2 separate regions of the Mus musculus genome follow, and region 2 is linked to region 1. Evidence: chromatin contacts called from public Hi-C data. All regions are on one chromosome and are shown on one strand. The core of a region is the stretch at or near the end of the contact, and the rest is flanking DNA. Distances in the headings are between cores, read along the strand shown.

Region 1 (7,323 bases), core at 1,898-4,397:
GTTGCTTTTTGACAAGGTCTCATATAATCAAAGTTGGCCTTAAACTCCCTATGTACCAAAGGTGAACTCCTGCCTCCACCTCCCAAATGCTAGGATTATGGGATGCACCACTGTACCTGTTCGTTTCCTGACAGCAGCAAACATATTATTATATATGAAAAGACCTTCCCTTCACTCTAACTGGAACTACAGTCAAGTAATTATTTACCTCCTGGGCCCTCATACACAGCCCCTACCATGGATCAGAGGGCCAAACAGTAAACTGTCTCACACAACAGCACTGAACACAAGGTGAACACCGAATCAGTCAACGTCTTCAGAAGGTGATGAAATAGAGAAGAAGTAAGAACCAAAGAAGTTAGAAACTGTTAGATTCTGTCTCAAGAAGACAAAAATCACTTCCTTAAGTCAGTCAAGTAGCAGCAGAGCCAAAGTATCCTAACTCCAAAACCTTTGCCCGTAAACATCCAAAGATCTAAAGTGGACATAGTATTGCACATCTGTAATCCTAATCCCAGTGAGTATTCAGGAGGCAAGTTTTCGGCTACTAGAGGCAAGGGCAGGAAGTTTGCTCTGAGTTCAAGGCTGCTGTAGGCTACACAGCAAGCTCCAGACCAGCCAGGCTTATGTAACAAGTGCCTGCCTTCAAACAAAAGCAATAGTCCCCTCTCCAAAAAACCTCACTCACAACCAAAAGCTTAAGACTCTACTAGAGATAAGTAATGGCATTCCTTCCAGGTATGAAAATACCATAGGGTAAATGAAAGCATGGAACAGCGAGGCACAGGCTTTTTACAAGGCAGCTACTTAATCTCCCCTCATGTACATGAGATGGATTCTCACACAGCACCGAACTGAGCCCCATGCTCTATCCATGTTTTCCTATCTAGAAAACGAGCACAAAATTTACCTAGGTTCACTGTGGGGTATCCATGAGGTAGGAGCAGCTATTAAGTGATTTATGAAACTTAAAGAATTATGAGGGTGAGAGGCAGAGAAATGGCTTTGCATGCAGACTTGTCAACCTGAGTTTGATTCCCAGATCCTACAAGGGTTCCCAGATCCAGAAGTGACTGCCTTCAGATTGTCCTCTGTCCTCTGACCTCCACGCATAGCCTGCACTCACCAACTCAAACCACACACAAACATATCAAACTACATTAATTCTTTTTTATGCTTTGTTTGATGAGACAGTATCTTACTACGTGGCCCAAGTTAGCCTCAAACTCACAGATTCCCCCTGCCTTAGCCTTCCAGGGGTTAGCATTACAAGCACACGCTGCCAAGGCAGCTCTATCACTTCTCTAAATAAGGCACTCCCACAAGCTGTCTTCTGACCTCCACATTTGTACCATGGAGCCTGCATAGAACTAAAGACAAATTTAAAAATAAATAAGTTCCTAGGCCTGCTAGTGCACACATTTCATTCCAGCACTCAGGAGCCAGAGGTAGGCCAATTTATGACTTCAAGGCCAGCTTAGTCTACATAGCGGATTCCAGGCAAGCAAAGGCTAAATATTAAGACCCTGTCTCAATTACAAATCAACCAACCAAGTAAATAAATGGGTGTGCCCTCCATATGCACATGCATGAACAAGTGCACACACACATGTATGCATGCACACCACATACACTGAGCATCTATCTATATATGTATGTATGTGTATATATATATATATATATATATATATATAAAGTTTGTATACCACACTAGTAAAAACCATGCAAAGTAAATGAGCCCTGTATGACCTTAGGCAAGGCATTACCAGAAGCCACCACAATTCTTTTAGTCATCTTACCTTGGACACATAGTAGCGATTGACTCCAGAGATACGTCTATCGCGTTCCATCAGATACCACTGGTACTGAACACGAGCAACTCGTTTTTCCTTTAAATAAAGGACAAGGCAGTTTATAAATATAAGTGACCCAGTAAAAAGATATACCCCACAATTTTTCTTAAATGACATACTAGAGGCTGAAGAGATAGCTCAGAGGGGAAGGGTACCTGCCTGCTATTCTTGGGTGCTCAACTGGCTTCCCAGCACCAAGTTGGTTGGATTTTATTTGGGGGGGGGAGGGGTCATAACTGCAAGTCCAGGAGAGATTCAATACCCTCTTCTACTCTTCATGGGTGCACACAGACAGCAGCAGACACATACATAGATAGTAAATCTTGACAAAGTTAAAACAAAAGCTAAATGACTAATACAAAGCCAAAATCTCCTAAATGAAACCAGACCATGATGGCAACTGACTTCTCAGCCTTCTCCCTTTTTGAGTTGGGGGAGGGGACCAACACCACTGATTTTTTTCCTTTATCCTCCTCCCCCTCTCAACTACTTCTTTTTTTTTTTTTTTTTTTTTGAGACGGGGCTTCACTGTAGTAGTACCAGCTTTCCTGGACTTGACTGCTCTTTGCTCCTGCAGTGGACTGGATTCGTGGCACCCACTTCTGCTGCCTCCTAGCCTCCTTTAACTACTAGTTCCAAGAGACCCGGGGACCTCTCTTGATCTCCGCGGGCTCCTGCACTCAAAGGCACAAATACATCCACCAAAATCAATTAAACAGTGTCCGCAAGGAGATGAACGATGGGAAGGAGCGGGGACATGACTAACACCTTTCTCCCTCTGCCTAGGAACCAGGGCCCAACTCTTGTCATCTACCTTGCTAACTGCCGAATAGATTTTGCCTTTTGGGCCACTCCTCCTCAGCCCTCAAACTGGCTATGTTTTACTAAAGTTAAAAGGTGGAATCCCAAGTCTCCGCGTTCAGGCAACATTAAGAGGAGGATCCCCCTTAGATGGCTTCTTCTTCACAGAGCGAAGGCGCATCCAAACGGCCACCGTCCCCCACCATAAATGGCCCCCGTCCCCCACCGTCCCCCACCCGCGGCCGAGTCGGCCGCCTTACCTTGCCCCCGTTGGTGAATTTGTGGATGTACGCAGTGGACACCCCGGGGATGACCAAGCACACCCCCATAATGGCGAGGCCAGGGAGAATCTCGAACCACATCTCCGCACCGTTACTCGCACGCCAACCCGTCACCGGCTCCTCAGAGGTGACCCGGCTTTACCTCTCTTCCGGCAGCACGCGGGAGGGGCGGTGCCCCGTACGGCTCCGGAGGAGGAAGCGACGGTGGCTGTGGGGGCCCAAAAGTGACTGGCGTTCGCGGTCCAGCAAGCGTTCCCGGACAGGATTCTTTCTGTCGTCCTACTCCTCCTATCTGATCCGCTGCATCAGAGACCACCACGGAGTGTGACGACGCGAAGCGGTCCCGGACGTCGCGGCAGTTTCAGAACTTGGGGATCTCTAAATGGCGGAGCAACTTTCTCCCGGGAATTCTACCCGTCAGGTGTGCACGTTCCTCTTCAAAAAGCCTGGGCGGAAAGGAGCGGCGGGCCGCCGAAAGCGCCGGCTCTGTGATGCAGGCTCCGGGGACAGCTGCAGCAGCAGTGATGAAGGCAGCTCTGTGGTCCGCCCGGAGAAGAAGCAAGCGACCCACAATCCGATGATCCAGAAGACGCGTGGCAGCGCTAAACAGAAGGCAACCTATGGCGGCTTGAGTAGCGAGGACGAGAATGAACCGGAGGGTCTCGGCGTCGTCTACAAGTCTACCCGTTCGGCAAAACCCGTGGGGCCCGAGGATATGGGGGCGACCGCCGTCTACGAACTGGACACTGAGAAGGATCGAGATGCACAGTCCATCTTTGAGCGGAGCCAGAAGATCCAGGAGGAGCTGAGGGGCAAGGAAGATGACAAGATCTATCGGGGAATCAATAATTATCAGAAGTACGTGAAGCCCAAGGATACATCCATGGGCAATGCTTCCTCCGGGATGGTGAGGAAAGGCCCTATCCGAGCTCCTGAGCATCTACGTGCCACCGTGCGCTGGGATTACCAGCCCGATATCTGTAAGGACTACAAGGAGACTGGTTTCTGCGGCTTCGGGGACAGCTGCAAATTCCTCCATGATCGTTCAGATTACAAGCACGGGTGGCAGATCGAACGTGAGCTTGATGAGGGTCGCTATGGTGTCTATGAGGACGAAAACTACGAAGTGGGAAGCGATGATGAGGAAATACCATTCAAGTGTTTCATCTGTCGCCAGACCTTCCAAAATCCAGTTGTCACCAAGTGTAGGCATTATTTCTGCGAGCGCTGTGCATTGCAGCATTTCCGTACCACCTCACGCTGCTATGTCTGTGACCAGCAGACCAATGGCGTCTTTAATCCAGCCAAAGAACTGATTGCTAAACTGGGAAAGCATCGAGCTGAAGCAGAGGGTGGTGTTTCTGATTCTCTAGAAGACATAGAGGAGAGTCCAGTTTCCATTATTTAGACTTTCCATAATTCTCAGTCTCAAAATAAATGTTTTGTTGTTTCTTAAAATCTTTTCTTTCTTTCTTTCTAAAGGGAAGTGGCAGAGAAGGTAGGCGATGGAGTAGGGCTCCAGAGGAAAAGCTTCAAGATAGGTATTATCTGGAATTCTAGACCTGAAATAACTTCCATGACTATAGCATAGGTCATGTGGATGGGAGAAGTTCATGAACAATGCTAGGATTTACGTAAGGGAACCCAAGTCGGGATGACATCAAGAACTGATTCTATTATATCACATTTGAATAGTTTAGAAATTACTCTGATGCTTTATCTGTTGGTACAAGTGCTGTTTTCAAATGCACATTTGGAGGGCTTGAGTTGGTCCTCGATCTCTTTGAGGGTGTTTCTTGCAGTCTTTGGGAAATTGTCCATGCTCTCTTTGAAGCACCTATAGGTAACCCCCGTTTCCACTGACGATGGAAATGCTCTCTGTCGAGCTGTCCAGTATGCTAGATTCTATTCTCATGTGGCTGTCAGGTACCTGAAATGTGCAGATGGCCACTGAATTGGATGTTGTACTGAACTTGGAGATAGCGAAAAGCCTAATGCTTTATAATCTATAATCTGAAACTATCCCTGTCCTCATAGACTCCAATGGGACTAATCACACCTTGTTAAAATTAGTGTACCTGTATTCACAATTGTTTGGGATCTAGCTTAGTGCTTGGTATATGATAAGAAACTGATAAGAGGCAAACGTTTTAAGATGGGGAATTTAGACCAAATCCCACACTGAAGGAATCTCTAGGTAACGGGGGGATGAAAATGACAAATACATTTGGTTAACATTCCTGAGAGGCAGGGAGGACAGGCCAGAAGACCAGTCAATATTTTAATGGTAAAACTCAGACTGGGTTGATGTAAGAAAACAGGTAAATATAGCCGGGCGTGGTGGCGCACGCCTTTAATCCCAGCACTTGGGAGGCAGAGGCAGGCGGATTTCTGAGTTCGAGGCCAGCCTGGTCTACAAAGTGAGTTCCAGGACAGCCAGAGCTATACAGAGAAACCCTGTCTCGGAAAACCAAAAAAAAAAAAAAAAAAAAGAAAACAGGTAAAAGTATAAGTTGAGTTAAAAGGGGACTTTAGTCATACTTATTAATCTGTTTCAAGGTATTCTTTGAACGGACTTTCTTAAGCACTGTGTTTAGGATAGGGCCTAACATCAGTAAATAAAACAGACACAGGCCCCAACTTCCTAGAGCTGTATAGAGAGCAGCAAACATGGTGAGTATGGGAAAGGAGTGTACTGGGTTGATCTCAGAATTAACCGAAACTCTTGGGTGGTGATAGGGCTCAGTGGGTGGAAACACCTGCTGCCAAACGTGACCAGACCACGGAATTGGACCCACGTTGGGGAGGGACAGAGTTGACTCAGAGGTTGTCTTCTGATCTTCAAGTACACACAGAGAATAAAATAAATAAAATATAAAGGGGAAAATAAGAATGAACCCAGTCCTAGGGCTGGGGGAAGATGGTTCAGTGCAGAGCAACTGCCTGGAATGCTCAAGGTGGGGGAGGAAGAGAATTGAAACCCTGCTGAAGAGTTCACAGACATGACATCACCTTTTCTTAAGATTTATTTGGGGCTGGTGAGATGACTCAGCGGGTAAGAGCACTGATTGCTCTTCCAAAGGTCCTGAGTTCAAATCCCAGCAACCACATAGAGGCTCACAACCACCCGTAATGAGATCTGATGCCCTCTTCTGGTGGGTCTGAAGACATTATTTATAATAATAAATCTTTGAGCAGGAGCCAGTAGGAACTGAGCAAGCAGGGTTGACTGGAGTGAGCAGAGGTCCTAAATTAAATTCCCAACAACCAGATGAAGGCTCACAACCATCTGTACAGCTACAGTGTACTCATATGCAAAGAATAAATAAATCTTTCCTTTGAAAGCTAGAAGAGGGCATTAGATCACCTGAAACTGGAATTAGAGGCAATAATGAGTTCATATGTGATCCTCTGTGTGACTAGCAAGGGCTCTTAACTGCTGAATCATCTCAAGAGCCCCACGAGCTCACATGCTAGACTAGAATAGATTCTGTAGTAAAGAGTACATGGAACTGAGATATATGAGCAGCTTACTAGAAAGGGGGCTTGAGGATGCATAGAAAAGTAACATATAAGAGATGAGCAGAAGAAAACAGTTAAATAGGAAAGAAAAGAGGATATTGGAGGATACTGTAGAGAGAAAAAAAAAACACTCATGCAATGTTGTGTCCGGCCAGCAGACCACAACCTGGGTTCTAGCCTGGAAAGGCATTTTGGAAACCTGGAAGAGAAGAGGGGCTAGGTGGCGAGAGAAAGGAATGTAGCCAAGACAGTTACTCTGATCAAGGCTTAAATTTTATTGTTGCGACACTAGTTATGAAGGAAGGGGGAGGGGACCCGATTCCCGCCGAATAATCTCTGGTCTAGTAGAAAGGTGCACGTGTGTGGCTCCGCAGGTGTGGCAGAACGAATGAGCAGGAAGCTCCACCCCTGAGCAAGCAGGTTTCAGGCTGAGGGAGGGGAGACTACAATGCAAGCCAAAGGAGAAAGAAATAAAAACAACATGGCCAAGAAGATAATTCAATGGGTAAGGGTACTTGCTGTGAAAGCATAAGGGCCGGAGTTCAAATCCCAAGCTCCCAGCTATAAAAAGCTGGCCATGACTGCACATCCTTCAGCTTTGTGGGAACAGAGATGGAAAACCTAGGAAGAATCAAGCACTGGGAGATGACCTGGTGGCTATGAGTGTCTGCAGTTCAAGCCTAAAGACCTGAGTTTGGATCACTGGAACTCATGTAACAACAACAAAAACAACAACAACAACAACAACAACAACGATACCCAAAACATTGTTTATTTTATTTATTTTACAGCAGTGTGTGAAATAATGAAATGGGAGGTGGAGACAGAAGAATACTCCCGAAGCTTAGGAGCCTGCTAAACTGAAG
Region 2 (7,323 bases), core at 1,507-4,006, 1.0 Mb after region 1:
TCAGTAGATAAAGGATGAAAAGCCTTTTACAACCTGAGTTCAAAATTTAGAACCCAGACTGGCCTCTAACTTATAATCTTCCTGACTCAGCCTACCAAGGTCTGGTCTTATAGGCAATCACCATGCCTGACCTAAAGCTTTACTACAGGGCAATTGTGATAAAAAACTGCATGGTACTGGTATAGTGACAGACAAGTAGACCAATGGAATAGAATTGAAGACCCAGAAATGAACCCACACACCTATGGTCACTTGATCTTCGACAAAGGAGCTAAAATCATCCAGTGGAAGAAAAACAGCATTTTCAACAAATGGTGCTGGCACAACTGGTGGTTATCATGTAGAAAAATGCGAATCGATCCATTCCTATCTCCTTGTACTAAGGTCAAATCTAAGTGGATCAGAGACACTGAAACTTATAGAGGAGAAAGTGGGGGAAAGCCTCGAAGATATGGGCACAGGGGGAAAATTCCTGAATAGAACAGCAATGGCTTGTGCTGTAAGATTGAGAATCGACAAATGGGACCTCATGAAACTGCAAAGCTTCTGCAAGGCAAAAGATACTGTCAATAAGACAAAAAGGCCACCAACAGATTGGGAAAGGATCTTTACCTATCCTAAATCAGATAGGGGACTAATATCCAATATATATAAAGAACTGAAGAGAGTGGACTCCAGAAAATCAAATAACCCCATTAAAAAATGGGGCACAGAGCTAAACAAAGAATTCTCACCTGAGGAATACTGAATGGCTGAGAAGCACCTGAAAAAATGTTCAGCATCCTTAATCATCAGAGAAATGCAAATCAAAACAACCCTGAGATTCCATCTCTCACCAGTCAGAATGGCTAAGATCAAAAATTCAGGTGACAGCAGATGCTGGCGAGGATGTGGAGAAAGAGGAACACTCCTCCATTGTTGGTGGGATTGCAATCTTGTACAACCACTCTGGAAATCAGTCTGGTGGTTCCTCAGAAAATTGGACATAGTACTACCGGAGGATCCCACAATACCTCTTCTGGGCATATATCCAGAAGATGTTCCAACTGGTAAGAAAGACACATGCTCCACTATGTTCATAGCAGCCTTATTTATAATAGCCAGAAGCTGGAAAGAACCCAGATGCCCCTCGACAGAGGAATGGATACAGAAAATGTGGTACATTTACACAATGGAATACTACTCAGCTATTAAAAAGAATGAATTTATGAAATTCCTAGCCAAATGGATGGACCTGGAGGGCATCATCCTGAGTGAGGTAACACAATCACAAAAGAACTCAAATGATATGTACTCACTGATAAGTAGATATTAGCCCAGAAACTTAGTATACCCAAGATATAAGATACAATTTGCAAAACACATGAAACTGAAGAAGAATGAAGACCAAAGTGTGGACACTTTGCCCCTTAGAATTGGGAACAATCACCCATGGAAGGAGTTATATAGACGAAGTTTGGAGCTGAGACAAAAGGATGGACCATCTAGAGACTGCCATATCCAGGGATCCATCCCATAATCAGCCTCCAAACGATGACACCATTGCATACACTAGCAAGAGTTTGCTGAAAGGACCCTCATATAGCTGTCCCTTGTGAGACTATGCCGGGGCCTAGCAAACACGGAAGTGGATGCTCACAGTCAGCTATTGGATGGATCACAGGGCCCCCAATGGAGGAGCTAGAGAAAGTATCCAAGGAGCTAAAGAGATCTGCAACCCTGTAGGTGCAACAACATTATGAACTAACCAGTACCCTGGAGCTCTTGACTCTAGCTGCATATGTATCAAAAGATGGCCTAGTCGCCGTCACTAGAAAGAGAGGCCCATTGGACATGCAAACTTTATATGCCCCAGTACAGGGGAACGCCAGGGCCAAAAAGTGGGACTGGGTGGGTAGGGGAGTGGGGGGGTGTGTGTGGGACTTTTGGGCTAGCATTGGAAATGTAATTGAGGAAAATACATAATAAAAAATATTTTAAAAAATAATGATAAACAATACAAATATTATTGCCTTTCAAGGTAGGGCTCATTTGACACTATTTGGTTTGTTATTCCTTCTCTGTAGTTCTATACTTTTAAAATACTTTTATTCGTGTGTATGTACCTGCCGAGCCCTCTGAAATGAGAGAAACTTGTCTTATCTGCTTTTCTATCCCACAGGGCCTGGAGTATATTTGCTGCAGATCAAATGTGATCTCTATGTTAATAGATATGCAGTTAACAAGATATTGCATGCACCATTTAACATTCGATTAACAAGAGTTATCAGAACACAGGTTTCTTCTTAAAAGTAGACAGTGTAATGTGGTTTTCTTGTTATCCTACAATTTGAATTAGTATGAGTTAAATTTTAGTATGCAGATTGTATTCAAGGTGGCTTGTTATCCAAGCAACAGGCTAACAGGGCAGACTTCAAACATGCAAAAGAACTGGAATTTATACAACCTCTGAACATTTTTAAGCCCTCGGGACTTAAGGGAGTTTGAACAAACAAGACTAGCCTCCCTGCCACTCCTAACAGTGTCATCGGATCTTTGTCTGTCTCACGGAGCCGAGCTCTTAAGAGAATCACAGAACACTTAGAAAAATGCTTCGCAGTCACGGAAAGAGCCGAAGGCGGGCTTCGCGCTCTTCCGGACAACCCCGGGCTGCTCTCGGAAGAGGAAGGCGAGGAAGCCACGCCTCCCACGCTGCGCCCTCTGTCGGCGGAGCCCGGCGCCCGAGCCGCGTCCGTGGAAGCCGCTTTGACGTCGGCGGAAACTGGAGCGACATTTAAAGCGGCAGCAGCGGCGCTGCGGAGTCCGGCTGCTTGGGGTAGGACTCTGACCCTGCCTCGGCCCCGAGGAGGAGAAAGCGGCCGCCGCGGAGCAGGTGAGGAGTGGGCTGGGCACCGGGCCCGGGAGACGGAGCCCGCCTACGCCTTCCATGCCCTGGCCGCGCCTACGCTTGCGGCCGCCTCGCTTGAACCAGGAAGCAGCGGAGCCCGAGGCCTTGGCTCCTCTGCTCTTTCTTTGTGTGGGTCCCGGAGCTCTACCAAGAGAACCGGTAAGGCGCGGCGTGGTCCCCTTCTCTGTCCAGTGCCAGAGGCACCCGGTACCCTTGCATAAGCCTTAGGGCGTGGGGGACGCCGCCAAGTACCCACTTGGCTTTCTCCCTCTCCATTCGTCCGCTTTGGGGGGCGGGGAAGGGGGCTCTTTTCCCACCTCCCTACTAGTTTGATTGAGCTTTACTATGGGGCCCATCCTCCTCTTTAGATCCTTCTTTGGACACAACAATGCTTCCGGCTTCGCATGGCCCGCTACCCCCAACAGAGTACCCTTAGGAGCTAGGCCTACTTTCTTCAACACCCCTCAACCCCCCTGCCTTCGTTCTGCTGTTTGCATCGCCATCCCTGTTTGTGTTTTCACGTGAATTGACGTTTAAAAGCTCAGTTGCACCAAAGTTCAAAGGAAGAAGAGGGAGATGGTGGAAGAGGGAGAGATGGACAACAGCTGCAGGGAGCCCTGTAGTGTTGGTTTGTTTCCCCCCCTCTGGCCCGTGGCATTTTTCTCTTCCCTACTGTCACCAGCCTTCTAAACCAGCCAACAACCAAAGATGTGTTACACAATGCTATGAGATGCCTTTTCCGTAGGCAGGTCGCAAATCTCTGGGGAGGAAAGGTTTGAGACCCACTTGGGGTGATCCTGGGCTAACCCTGACCAGCTGGATACCTAATCAAAATGAAACCAGGTCCCAGTATCACCTAGACACCTACATTTGAATCATTCCCATGTTGGAAAAAAAAAACCCTTATTTTCCAATTATAAAAATCATGTGGCCATATACAGAAATCTCTCCACTTGAAAGTGGTTTCTGTTGAAACCTTCATGTTTTGGATTGTTGGCAGATTGTCTAAAGGTCACACTTTGTGATGAATGCCTTTGTGATTGCCTGTAATTCCTTGGTGCTGTTAAAATGGAGTAGCTAACATGGTTTTAATTTTTGGCTTTTAGACTTTTAAAGTTATGATGTTTTAAATACAGAGATACTCATGCCTCCCTTGTGTGTTTATATGTGAGCATGTGTGTGTGTGTGTGTGTGTGTGTGTGTGTGTGTTTGTGTGTGTGTGTGTAAGTACCAGGTGACAGTGACATTCTTTAGTAACTTATTAATAAAATAATTCTCTACCAAATGTACTTAGCAAGGAATGGTTAATATATAATATTTGTATAACATGTGTTTTGTGCTTATAAGTATTTTAATATGCATATGGGTCCTTTGCACTTCAGATGCACTCTGAACTCAATAGCTTCCGTGAAATGCCAAAAGAAAGTGTTTGGAGTGTCCCACAGCAGCAACAGTTGCCTGCTTCTCTGTTGTAACTAGTTACTGTTTTTGCTTGCACTGACTCCTTTGAAGAGAACTGGGTCTTCTACAAGTGAACATCATTCTTTACCAACAACATATGTTTGCAGTTTTTATGTAAATAGGCACCGAGGAGGGGCGCTCTCCCTTTCTGTTTGTTTCTTCACTAGAGTATGTGTTGACTTCACTTGGCACTCTGTCTAACGCTGCATCTCTACAAAGTGCAAGGCAGAATAGAAGGATAAGGGGTAGGTAGAAATAATGGGAAATTGTGAGGCGCTAATTGTCAGTGTCCGTAATTGGCCTTGGCTGTGAGGGTGAACTTTTGAATAGGATGTAACTAATAAGATTAGAGGTGAAGTTGAAGGGTATAAATTTCAGACTAAATATTAAACACACTAAACTTTTCTGGCATTTGAAGAAGTAATTCATATGCTTAATGGTGAAGATTTTTCTTAAAATGAAAAATTCTTATCTCTTGAGGAAAAATGAAGTAAAGTTGGGACTAGGAAAGTGAATTCTAAGTTTAAAAGGGTGATTAGTGGAAATGCATTTTCCTGAATTTCAAAGGAAGGCGACCAAGGAGATTATTGTTCAGATCTGCATGGCAATTTCAAAGTTTCTTGACATTTCTCAGAGTAAGTCCTAAGATTTGACACACAGTCAAAAGCTAGTGTATGTAAGAGCATGTTTAAAGGTCAAGATTTACACCAAATATTGACTAAAATGTAAACTGTTTACCATACCTATGCCTCACATTTCGAATAGTCAGGTACTTTGGGGTTTTTCCCTCCCTAATCCTCCCCTCTTTCCCTCTTCTCTTTCCCTTATAGGCATGGAGAGTAGAAAACTGATTTCTGCTACAGACATTCAGTACTCTGCCAGTCTGCTGAACTCCTTGAATGAACAGCGTGGCCATGGTCTCTTTTGTGATGTTACTGTTATTGTGGAAGACCGAAAATTCCGGGCCCATAGGAACATCCTTTCAGCCTCGAGTACATACTTCCATCAGCTCTTCTCAGTTGCTGGGCAAGTTGTTGAACTAAGCTTTATAAGAGCTGAGATTTTTGCAGAAATTCTGAACTATATCTACAGTTCCAAAGTTGTCCGTGTTAGAGCAGATTTGCTTGACGAGTTAATTAAATCAGGGCAGTTACTAGGCGTGAAATTTATAGCAGAGCTTGGTGTCCCACTGTCACAGGTTAAAAGCATATCAGGTACAGAACAGGATGGTACTGCTGAGACCTTACCTTCTAGTTCTAGTGACAAAAGCCTTGACATGGAAAAATCAAAAGATGAAGCCCAAGATAATGGGGCTACAGTAATGCCCATTATAACTGAGTCTTTTTCACTATCTGCTGAAGATAATGAAATGAAAAAGATCATTGTTACTGACTCAGATGATGATGATGATGACGATGTCATTTTCTGCTCTGAAATTTTGCCTGCAAAGGAGGATTTGCCAAGTAACAACACAGCAACACAGGTCCAGCCTAACCCAGCCTCTGTTGCTATTTCGGAAGTGACACCTTGCGCTAGCAATAACTCGCCCCCTGTAACAAACATCACACCTACTCAACTTCCCACTCCTGTGAATCAGGCAACTCTAAGCCAAACACAAGGAAGTGAAGAATTGCTAGTGTCTTCAGCTTCAACACATCTGACTCCTAACATTATTTTGTTAAATCAGGCTCCACTTACTGCACCACCGAGTGCCAGTTCTTCACTCCCAAATCATATGTCCTCTTCAGTCAATGTCCTTGTACAGAATCAGCAGACGCCTAACAGTGCTGTTTTAACAGGAAACAAGGCTGAGGAAGAGGAAGAAATTATAGATGATGATGATGACATCATTAGCTCCAGTCCAGACTCAGCAGTCAGTAATACATCTCTGGTCCCTCAGGCTGATAACTCCAAAAGTACCACTTTAGATGGATCATTGACACAGAAGATGCAGATTCCTGTACTTCCTCAAGAGCCACCTTCTAATTCTTTAAAAATTTCAGATGTCATTACTAGAAACACTAATGATCCAGGCTTAAGGTCAAAACATGTAATGGAGGGTCAGAAGATCATTACATTAGATACAGCTACTGAAATCGAAGGCTTGTCAACTGGTTGCAAGGTTTATGCAAATATCGGTGAAGATACTTACGATATAGTGATCCCTGTCAAAGATGACCCTGATGGAGGGGAGGCCAAACTTGATAATGAGCTACCAAAAACATCTGGCAGTGAGCCACCAAACAAGCGTATGAAAGTAAAACATGATGATCACTATGAGTTAATAGTAGATGGAAGGGTCTATTATATTTGCATTGTATGCAAAAGGTCCTATGTCTGTCTGACAAGCTTGCGAAGACATTTTAACATTCATTCTTGGGAGAAGAAGTATCAGTGCCGTTACTGTGATAAAGTATTTCCTCTTGCAGAATACCGCACCAAGCATGAAATCCATCACACAGGGGAGCGAAGGTATCAGTGTTTAACGTGTGGCAAATCTTTCATCAACTATCAGTTTATGTCTTCACACATAAAGTCAGTTCATAGTCAAGATCCTTCTGGGGACTCAAAGCTTTATCGCTTACATCCATGCAAGTCTTTACAGATCAGACAGTATGCATACCTTTCTAATAAGTCAAGTGCTATGCCTGTCATGAAGGATGATGCTGTTGGATACAAGGTTGATGCTGGAAAAGAGCCTCCAGTAGGGACCACATCTACTCCTCCTCAGAACAAGTCAACGTTCTGGGAAGATATTTTTATTCAGCAAGAAAATGATTCCATTTTTAAACAGAATGTAACCGATGGCAGTACTGAGTTTGAATTTATAATACCAGAATCTTACTGAACTCTTGGAATATCAGAAAGTTTGGGTTGAATTAAGGGGTGTGGATTTCAGAAGACCTGTAAAACAAGTCAAGGTAGAAACGTGTTAATTTGATCTACCATGTCCTCTGAAAGTAGACTAGTTGCAT

The links. Hi-C and Micro-C count contacts between places; a contact is called where the count stands out from the background.
Region 2: a Hi-C map of CD8 T cells shows a contact between it and region 1, with 3 times the contacts expected there. The contact joins the promoter of Zbtb33 here to the promoter of Rnf113a1 in region 1. A contact is called at or near these places in 2 of 39 promoter capture datasets (hippocampal neurons and pre-B cells) and 1 of 484 Hi-C or Micro-C datasets (CD8 T cells).

Annotation. Positions count from the first base shown.
Region 1 is chrX:37,188,075-37,195,397 of GRCm38.p6, forward strand. Rnf113a1 (ring finger protein 113A1) reads left to right here and starts at 3,148. Exons shown (of 1, transcript NM_153503.2): 1 at 3,148-4,393. The coding sequence starts at 3,318. The coding sequence ends at 4,343. Ndufa1 (NADH:ubiquinone oxidoreductase subunit A1) reads right to left here and starts at 3,164. Exons shown (of 3, transcript NM_019443.2): 1 at 2,915-3,164; 2 at 1,800-1,889. The coding sequence starts at 3,016.
Region 2 is chrX:38,187,037-38,194,359 of GRCm38.p6, forward strand. Zbtb33 (zinc finger and BTB domain containing 33) reads left to right here and starts at 2,757. Exons shown (of 2, transcript NM_020256.2): 1 at 2,757-3,046; 2 at 5,179-7,323. The coding sequence starts at 5,181. The coding sequence ends at 7,196.